Regions from separate parts of the Sus scrofa genome. Here region 1 is linked to region 2. A link is a contact called in public Hi-C data. All regions are on one chromosome and are shown on one strand. The core of a region is the stretch at or near the end of the contact, and the rest is flanking DNA. Distances in the headings are between cores, read along the strand shown. Region 1 overlaps ANKDD1B (ankyrin repeat and death domain-containing protein 1B). Region 2 overlaps POLK (DNA polymerase kappa).

The links. A called contact is a pair of places that touch in the nucleus more often than the background predicts.
Region 1: a Hi-C map of liver shows a contact between it and region 2, with 5 times the contacts expected there. The contact joins two enhancer-like sites. A contact is called at or near these places in 3 of 47 Hi-C or Micro-C datasets (embryonic fibroblasts, liver and skeletal muscle).

The regions. Positions count from the first base shown.
Region 1 is chr2:84,687,136-84,692,206 of Sscrofa11.1, reverse strand. It overlaps ANKDD1B (ankyrin repeat and death domain-containing protein 1B), which reads right to left. Exons shown (of 14, transcript XM_013994918.2): 14 at 2,388-2,472. The coding sequence ends at 2,444. It overlaps POC5 (centrosomal protein POC5), which reads left to right. Exons shown (of 13, transcript XM_005661493.3): 13 at 1,381-2,615. The coding sequence ends at 1,524. Among named protein-coding and RNA genes, the nearest start is that of POC5, 41 kb to the left of the region's middle. Within about 2 kb of position 2,981, at least 3 of the 83 cell types and tissues checked have an H3K27ac peak or open chromatin away from gene starts, as enhancers often do. A contact at or near this core is called in liver, where this site is marked.
Region 2 is chr2:84,571,273-84,576,668 of Sscrofa11.1, reverse strand. It overlaps POLK (DNA polymerase kappa), which reads right to left. Exons shown (of 16, transcript XM_021084453.1): 3 at 3,453-3,572. Among named protein-coding and RNA genes, the nearest start is that of POLK, 18 kb to the right of the region's middle. Within about 2 kb of position 3,893, at least 4 of the 83 cell types and tissues checked have an H3K27ac peak or open chromatin away from gene starts, as enhancers often do. A contact at or near this core is called in liver, where this site is marked.

The DNA of each region.
Region 1 (5,071 bases), core at 1,732-4,231, 120 kb before region 2:
TGGACTGACTCTGAAAGTCCTTAGATGACTTCGCCACATCTTTCTGAAAAATGTGAGATTCGTTATCAAAAAATCTATTTTTATCAGCACATACAATGTTTGTGAAGAAATGGGGCGTGAGGGGAGAAAGACTGTCCTTCAGCAAGATCAAGAATATATAAAGAGAAATGTGTTTAATTCAGACAACCTGTTGTTTTGTACTGACAGGAATAATTTTTTCCACGGAGTTTCCGTCGTGGCTCAGTGCTTAGGAACCATGAGGTCGAGGGTTTGATCCCTGGCCTCACTCAGTGGGTTAAGGATCCGGCGTTGCCGTGACCTGTGGTGTAGGCCACAGACGCAGCTCAGATCCCTCGTTGCTGTGGCTCTGGCGTAGGCCGGCAGCTACAGCTCCAATTCGACCCCTAGCCTGGGAATCTCCACATGCCGCAGGAGCGGCCCCAGAAAAGGCAAAAAGACCAAAAAAAAAAAAAAAAGCAAAAAGGAATAATTTTTTCCAGAAGAAAAATTTCTGAACTAAAGTATCAGAAATGAGGGTTACGAGTCTTACCTCCCAAACTGCCCTTTGCTTATTTAGCATGTCCAGTAATTGGCCACAAAGTAAACAGCCAAAAATGGCTTCCATTATTATTTCCTTTGGATTGTGTAACAGACACAGTGGCAGTCCCCTGTACTATTTCATTTTTTTCCCAGCAACCTACGATCTAACCTAATGATCAGAAACCCTGTCACTAGTCAACCAGTAATCAGATTTCTGACCCTTGAGCGCCATCTGCTGGCTAATTGCCCGCTCCTGGAGCTACTTATCCTGTGCTGTATTTTGTAGCTCACGCTGCCCCTGGAACCATGCATCTGCTTCTGCAGTTCTCTTGCCCACCATCCCTAGGGACAAACAGCTCTCTTGACAGGGTCAGAATGGGTGGCTATCAACTAAAATTTCATACCAGTTACAAGAATTTCTCCCACCTGTAATGGTTATCCAGTTATTTATGTACAAAGAAACAATTACATAATACTTTCAAGAAAGGACGTTATTTTTCCATTTCTTTAAAGAGGAACACTTAAAGCGAATCTGACATGAGGGTCTTTGTTTCAAGAGGTTTCATTTTTTTTTTAAAGAAAGCCTTCTGAAATATAAATGTTCTGACGTAATATATATAATTTTACTTCAATGATTTTAAAGATGACTTCTCTAAGTGGAGACCTTAATAGGACTCTACATGTACTCATGTTTATGGGGTTAAATTATAGATAATGAAATATTTAATATGGGGTTAAATTATAGATAATGAAATATTTAATATGGGGTTAAATTACAGATAATGAAATATTTAATGTATAATTCTGTGGGGTTATTAAAGCATTTTTTTGCCTTTTCAGCAAACCATTCCTCAAGCTACTGCAGCAAAATATCCCCGGACCATCCACCCTGAAAGTAGTACCTCGGTTTCCAGGTCTCTAGGAACCAGATCAACTCACACGCAATCTCTCACAAGCATTCATTCCATAAAAGTGGTTGACTAAAAAGAATGTTCATATTGAGGTCTTTTAATTCTTCTGGTTTTAACCAAGAATTACAAGTCTTTAGTTTTTAAAATTTCGTATTCTTAGAACACCATGGATGCGTCATGTTCATTTTTTCAAAATGACAAGAGACTTTTTCAAGCTGTACTATCCTTTGTAACTGTATGTAGGGTTATTTTAATTTTATTTTTTATTTAAGCAACTAAGTAAAACTTTCTTAAATTAAAAAAGAAACTGGATTTTTTTTAATAGGCTCAGCCTGTCACTGATTACATCACAGTATATAAATCCTGTTTTTGCAATATTACTGCCAAAAGGCTAAATCAGTTAACTTTGAGAACTTTACTAAAAAAAAAAATTATTAAAACTAACGCAGGAGAGTTCCCATGTGGTGCAGTGGTTCCGACTAGGAACCATGAGGTTGCGGGTTCGGTCCCTGGCCTTGCTCAGTGGGTTAAGGATCCTGCGTTGCTGTGGCTCTGGTGTAGACCAGTGGCTACAGCTCCGATTAGACCCCTAGCCTGGGAACCTCCATATGCCTCGGGAGTGGCCCTAGAAAAGGCAAAAAGAAAAAAAAAAAAAAAAAACTAATGCAAACTAAATTTTTTATATGACAGTTTAAAAGGTAAGGCCCAGAGTAATAATGTTTTATCACAAAGTTTTTCATGACTTTAGTACATTAGTACCATTTTTCTAGGACTATAACAAAAATAGGGGGAAATGGCAATACTTATGAATCATTTTTAATGTTGAAGGGAAAAAAATTTTTACTAGCACAAAAACAGTGACAGAAACATCAAAAAGAAATTTCCTATTCAAATGATCCTGTTTCTTACCTTTTTGAAACTCTACGGCGTTGAACCCTTTTTGCCTCTGAACATCCATTTGTCCTGTGGTGGTCCAGCCCTAGGCAGAGACTTCACTCGCTGGTCAACAGGAAGAAATCATCTGGGCAAAACAGATTGTGGAGAAAAAAAAAGACCAGGCTTCTAATGGTTTTATTGTTGGCTAACTGGGTTATCTTGAGCCAGACACTTAGTTTACATTAATGTCAGGATCCTCATCTGTGAAATAATGCGATCTACCCTACCTGCTTCCCAAAGTATTAATGGCTTACATGAAAATGAATGGATTCTGAAGAACTTGCGTAGAGCTTGTTTCCATATCTTTAACAGAAGCAGATGGACTTAATAATCTGAAGCCTCTTTCTATCTGAACATAAGCTAGCTCTATGTTCTAACTTTACTCTTGGAAATCGTTTTTCTTATTGCCTCATGTTATAACAAGACATGAAAGAATAAATGTGAGCTATGCAAATAGACCATTTTCTAAAGGACATACCGAGGCTTTTTTGAACTATTGACGTGTCTGGCTGTGTTTTCCAGAGTGTTAGATCCTTCTCATACAACACTTGTTTTGGATTCCGGCCAGTTACCACTGTGGCAAACAGCTCCTCTTGGGTCAATAAACACAAGTCAGCAACACCACCTCTCCTGCTGCCCATTTCCGGGACAGGCTCCTCCCCATGGCTTTCCTATCTGCTCAGAGCCACCTACTCCTGTGCGGCCCTGAATGAACACCCATGGCGTAAACAGATTAACTCTTCCTTTCTCTGTATGAACTATCCTGAGATGCACTCACTAGTCAATCCTTGAGGTCAGATCACCAACTCCGTTTGATGCCACGTGTTGGCCAGTTTGGTCAATCACCCTGGTCTTGGCTCTCCCACCTTCCCCTTTCACTTCCTTTTTCCTTCATTCCTGCACCCTTTGCTCATCAGCTTTGGTCTTGGGCTCTGCTTTTTGAGGTACCTGCATGACAACTAAGAATGGTTTTCAGTATCAGAGCCATAACCACATGGACAAACGAAAGTGGATATTACAAATACTGTCATTAAGAATAAGGAGTTCCCATCGTGGCGCAGTGGTTAACGAATCCGACTGGGAACCATGAGGTTGCGGGTTCAGTCCCTGCCCTTGCTCAGTGGGTTAACAATCCGGCGTTGCCGTGAGCTGTGGTGTAGGTCGCAGATGCGGCTCGGATCCAGCGTTGCTGTGGCTCTGGCGTAGGCCGGTGGCTGCAGCTCCGATTCAACCCCTAGCCTGGGAACCTCCATATGCCGTGGGAGCGGCCCAAGAAATAGCTAAAAAAGACAAAAAAATAAATAAATAAAAGAATATTGTAAGCATCTTTTAAAGCTTTATCTAAACTCTAGAAATTGAACACTGCCTCAAGTAATTAGTGTTAGCCTAATTCAACTCAAATTCAACAATTAAAACACTTGAACAGTAAGAGTATGTATTCACATTTATTTTTGCATAAAGAAGTTACCCACATTTTAAAGTAAGGTCAGTAGAAACTGGCCATATTGGAGAATAGGTGGGGACAATGCTTTTCACTAGAAACCTTTCTAAAACCTTTTTGGAACTGTGAACATAGTACCATTTTAAACATTCATAGCATGAAGTATACCATTTACAATCATCATGAGGTGAAGATGTAGATCTGTAAATTCATGATTATCTATAAATTCATGATATAATAACTAGACTGAAACGGCTCCCAATTTTATTTCTTGCCTTACAGACCTTGGCCTATAGAGTCAGAATTTGAAAATGGAGAGCCTTAAATCATAACGAACAGCTAAACATAAGCTGATATAAATTGATACCTGATTTCATATTTCAGAAGCTTTTCAGATTACAAAAATGATGCGTGTTCAGTATGTACCAAAAGTACAAAGAAAAATTACAGTCACTTGTACTTACATCACCAAGAGATTAAAAAACACTGGTGCATACACCTCTGCTCTCTTCTAATGTCTTACCCATAGGTGTTACTTAAAGGCGACAGTGACTACATTTCCAAAGCAAGTTTCTCTTATGAAATCATCAGTAACAGTTAATATTTCAATACTATGGCTATGGGGTTAGGCACTTGACAGGCATTCTCTCTTCATCATCACCTCAACATTATGGAGCAAACAGACCTTTCCCTCATCCTTTCCACATAGAGAAGGAAACTAAAGACAGGAGAACTTGAATGTCAGCAATGCTCTAAGGCTCACAGTTAATAAATGGCAAAACCATGTCTGCCTATGCTAAAACCCTTGCTTTTTCATATACCATGATGGTCCCACCATCATGTATTTTTAAAACATGATCCACAAAATCCTAGATTATGCTCTCACTAGACATGCTATCATCTATTGCATCAGATGGCAGAAATGGGAAAATCATATACAACTTGCCTTAAGCAAAACCAAAAAAAAATGTTCAGTTCAGCAGTTAGAAAGTATAATTCCATTTTTTTCATCTGTTAGAGAAATCCTATTACTGCCATCTTCATAGCTGCGAGGGACATAAATCCTACTGGAAGAACTTCATGACATTTACAGAACTGAAATTTAAAAGGACTGAATCCGGAGTGGAAAATCATTTAAATACAACTTCTTTAGGCATTTATGAAACAGCACATTTCTTGTGCCTTGAGTCAGTTTCACTTTTAAATTGACGAATCTTTTCTGAAAAAAAATAAGATAACATTA
Region 2 (5,396 bases), core at 2,644-5,143:
CGTGAGCTAAAGTAGTGCGTGCAGCTTCTTTTTCACTTGTTTAATAGCAAATTACTTGTCTTCAATGTTTTCCTTATTCTTTCCTTGCCAGAGGCTGGAATATGGATTGAAGGTAATCCAGTTCTGTCAGTCCAGGTAAGGATCACACTAGGGAATACGGGAACAACACAGTGTAGCACCTGGGTCTCTGATCTACTGTGGTGATCAGAACTGTGAGACCAGCTGGCACTACTTACCTGTGATGTCGGTAAGAAAGAAACTCTTTCTTATTTGAACCATGATATTCGTGGGTCTCTCATGCCAGCTACTTAGTCTACATCCTAACAAACACAATAAAAGATGGTATTCTCACAAGAAGGAAATAATAATGGCTAATTTACAGGTGAAAAGACGTTCTTTCTCTGTCATAATCTTCAAAGGAGGGAAAAGTCAAACCACCACGAAATAACATTTTGGATACCATATCAGCAAAAATTAAAAGACTGATAAAATTGATAAAATCTAGTTTTAAACAAGTACGTGAGGAAACTAACACTCTTAAGTTGAAGATGAAAAATGGTACAACCTTTGGTGAAAATAGCAGGACGAGAACGCAAAGATAAATAAGAGCGATCATCACAAGGTTGTATATAAAACAAAAAACGGGAATCAAAGTGGGATAAGGTAAATAAATCATGTACCCCCATACAGTGGACTGCTATGAAGCATTAAAAGTGATAATCTGGAGTTCCCGTCGTGGCGCAGTGGTTAACGAATCCGACTAGGAACCATGAGGTTGCGGGTTCGATCCCTGCCCTTGCTCAGTGGGTTAACGATCCGGCGTTGCCGTGAGTTGTGGTGTAGGTTGCAGATGTGGCTCGGATCCTGCGTTGCTGTGGCTCTGGCGTAGGCCAGTGGCTACAGCTCCGATTCGACCCCTAGCCTGGGAACCTCCATATGCCGCGGGAGCGGCCCAAGAAATAGCAAAAAAAAAAAAAAAAAAAGTGATGATCTGACGGACAAATCATCTTTAGTCATGATAGCAGACCACTTAATGCAGAAGACAAAAAACTAGCTTCTACACTGGGGAAGCATGTATCAAAACAAACAAACAAAAGACACATTGTAGTTTGGCAAAGAAAACAAAATTTATTATCTCTGAACTCTATCACAAGAAGAATTTTGTAACACAGTAGATTAATATTATAATTGAATTATTATGTTATAGTTTAAAGTGCTCTGTAAATCTGAATCAGATTTTGATAAGGGGTAAAATGTCTTAAAGTAAATTCTACCTATAGTCCACTAATCTATGACAAAGGAGGCAAGAACAGACAATGGAGAAAAGACAGCCCCTTCAATAAGTGGTGCTGGGAAAACTGTACAGCTACATGTAAAAGAATGAACACTCTGTAACACCATATACAAAAATAAACTCAAAATGGATTAAAGACCTAAACATAAGACCAGGTACTATAAAACTCTTAGAGGAAAACATAGGCTGAACACTCTCTGACATAAACCATAGCAATATCTTCTCAAATCCACCTGCTAAAGTAATGACAATAAAAACAAAAATAAACAAATGGGACCTAATTAAACTTAAAATTTTTGCACAGCAAAGGAAAACCTAAACAAAACGAAAAGACAACCCACAGAATGGGAGAAAGTATTTGCAAATGAAGTGACTGAAAAGGAATTAATCTCCAAAATACATAAACACCTCCTACAGATCAATACCAAAAAAACAAACAACCCAATCAAAAAATGGGCAGAAGATCTAAACAGACAATTCTCCAGAGAAGACATACAGATGGCCAAAATACACATGAAAAGATGTTCAACATCACTCATTATTAGAGAAATGCAAATCAAAACCACTATGAGGTACCACCTTACACCAGCCAGAATGGCCATCATCAAAAAGTCTACAAACAATAAATGCTGGAGAGGATATGGAGAAATTCTTACACTGTTGGTGGGAATATAACCACTACGGAAAACAGCATGGAGATTCCTCAGAAAACTAAAAATAGAATTACCATCTGATCCAGCAATTCCGCTCCTCGGCATCTATCCAGAGAAAACCATGACTCGAAGATACCTGTACTACAATGATCATTGCAGCACTCTATACATTAGCCAAGACATAGAAACAACCTAAATGTCCATCGACAGAGGAATGGATAAAGAAGATGTGGTACATATACACAACTGAATATTACTCAGCCATAAAAAAGAATGAAATAATGGCATTTGCAGCAACATGGATGGACGTAGAAAGTATCATGCTAAGTGAAGTTAGTCAGACAGTGAGACACAAATGTTATATGCTATCACTTATACGTGGAATCTAAAAAAAAGATACAATGAATTTCTTTGCAAAATAGAAACTGACTCAGACTTTGAAAAGCTTATGGTTACCAAAGGAAACAGATTGGCAGGGCTGGGGGTTTGGGATGGAAATGTAAAACTGGGTTGTGATGATGGTTGTACATATAATAAAATTCATTTAGTTAAAAAAAAAAGTAAATTTAAGTTTTACTAGCAGAACCTTGACTACTTTGAGTTCTCGGTCTATAACATAATGCCTTGCAGGTTGGCTCTTCTCAAACTTTTCTACTGAAGTAACTTTTTAAAAAAAAGGCTATTTATTTGTTTATTTAACTGTACCTATAGCATACGGAAGTTCTGGGGCCAGAACTTCCTGCACCACAGCAGTGACTTGGCCACAGCAGTGACTTGGCCACTGCAGCAACAAGGCCAGGTCCTTAACCCACTGCACCACAAGAAACTCCTGAAATAACTTTTAACACCACAGAAAACTGAGTATTTACTCCCCAAATAGAGTACTGGAGAAGCCAAAAGCCTTCAAATTTTAAGTCTTGTTTTATCTTAAAAATTCATGAACATTTGGCATTCTACTATTTACACAAATTTTTAAAACTATGACACAATTATGTCTTAAATTACTTTCAAAATTAATTAACATATTCTCCCAAATCTTTTTTGCAAAACTAGTCTTGCAGAAAACATGTCACAGGAGGAAGTAACTATGCTCATTCATAGATTTAATACACACACACACACACACACACAAAAGAAAACATGTCACGTTTATCTTAGGGCCTCTTCAATCTATGGCAATGTATGTATATAATAAAAAGAGCAAAAGCTTTGGGTTAAATCTCAGCTCTGCCAACTACCTGTCATATGAAGCTGGGCAAGCTACTGAATCTAATGAAGGCTACATTTACTCTCCTGTGTAATGGAGGTGACAAGTCTAGGAGAAGGGTCTTTATGTAAAAGAGTAGAGCAATATTTAACAAAGTGGTGCATTTGTTAAATTTTTATGTTTTACAATGTAATGAACATTTACATTTTACCTTGTTTTCAGTTATAACCTGACCATGATGCATTTTAACTAGCAATTATTTTTCTACCAGCTTCCACTTTAGCAATTGTATTAATACCTGTAATTGTGCTTTCCTTAGCTGCTGGCTGGTAATCTGAGCTTTTTGTTGCATCATATTTTCAATTCGTTGGTTGACTTGCTTTTCTCTCTTGAGCTCATTTCCATAAAATCTAGACCCCTATGTAGGAAAACAAAACAAAGCACAAGAAAAATATGTGAAGGAAATGAATATGTGAATATGCATCATTGTAAACCTGGTGGCTAAGAGTATAGAGCCTAGAATCAGAACGACTGAATTTGAAAATTGGCCCCACTACTTACATAGCTGGGTGACCCTAACATTAATCTTATTATGTCTCTGGTCTCCTTATCTGTAAAATGAATTTATAGTTACCTAAATCATAGGATTGCTGTGAGGCAGTACATAGCACAGTACAAACTCTCCAAGATGAGTACAGATCTGTACACAGAAAATAACAACTTGTCCTAGGCAGGATCCTTGGGGCACATCCAAGGCCTTAGTCAGCCGGGTCATCAGTTATCTCCTTCACTTTCACTTAAAAAGCACTGTAAAAAATTAACTAATAGAAACCTCGATTAAATAGAGTCTGAGATCATAAGGGGGAGCTCTCAACTTCTTTGATGATAGCAGAAAGCAATAAATAGAAGACCTCTTTACTTTCCTGGCAAAGACTCACCCAATGAAAAATCATGGACTCTGTTTACCATACCCATGCCAACTTCCTTTTCCCCTCTAGGAAAGGGTTCTCCTTTTCATTTTTGCTGGAGACTTGCACGTGGCTCATGGCTTGTCATAGTTATAGACCTTGAACTGCAATTCTCTGCTAATCCCTAACAAACCCGTTTTTTGGTGGAGAAATAACTGGCGGTCTATTTGTACTTTCTTATCTGGCGGTCAACAGTACTTTCTTAAAAGTTTTAACATTAGTCATTAAAGAAAATGTAGAATATAACTTTTACAAAATTACCCAACATCCTATCACCGTATATACCACCTGTCCGTTCATTAGGCTGATGGGTGTTTAGATTATTTTTACTTTTTGGCTATTATGAAAAATGCTGCAATGAACATCTATGTACGTTTTTGTGTTGACCCATGTTTTCATTTTCCTTGGATATGTACCCAAGAGTGGAATCTCTATGACACATGGTAACTCCATGCGAAATGTTTTAAGGAAACGCCAGACTGTTTTTCAAAGTGGCAGAACCATTTTACAGTCTCACGCAATGTATGAGGGTACCAATTTCTCCACATCCTTGTCAATATTTGTTATTGTGTGTCTTGTTTATTATAGCCATTCCAGGCTATAATACTGTGAATGACATCTCATTGTGGTTTTATTTGCATTTCCCTAATGACTAATGATGTTAAACATCTTTTGGTGTTTATGAGCCATTCTTACATATTTTTAAATGAAAAATCTACTTATATCTTTTGCATTTTTTTGATTGGGTTTCTTCTTCTTAATGAGTTGTAGGAATAATTCATATCACTTCCTTATTATTATTCCTTATTATTAGTATCCCTTATTATTACTTCCATATTAATTCCAATTACCAAGTTTTGTAATTTTCAAGGTGTAGGTGTTGCTTTCCTTTTGAATTTCCTATGTTTTAGATCATGGCATCTATGAACAGATAGTTTTAGTTATTCATTTCCAATCTTGATGGGTTTTATTTCTTTTAATTAATTACCTGACTGCAATGGCTAAAACATTCAGGACTATGTTGAATAGCACTGGTGAGATTGGACAGACTTGCCTTGTTTCTGATTTTAGGGCAAAAGTGTTCAGTTTTCTACCATAAGGTATGATGACAACTATAAGATTTTACAGACGCCCTTTAGAAAAACTCTATTAAGGGTTTTTAGCATGAATTGGTATAGGATTTCATCAAACATGCTTTTTCTGCATCTGTTCATATGACCATGTGGATTTTTTTTTTTGTCCTTTATTCTATTAATATGGTGCAGTACATGAGT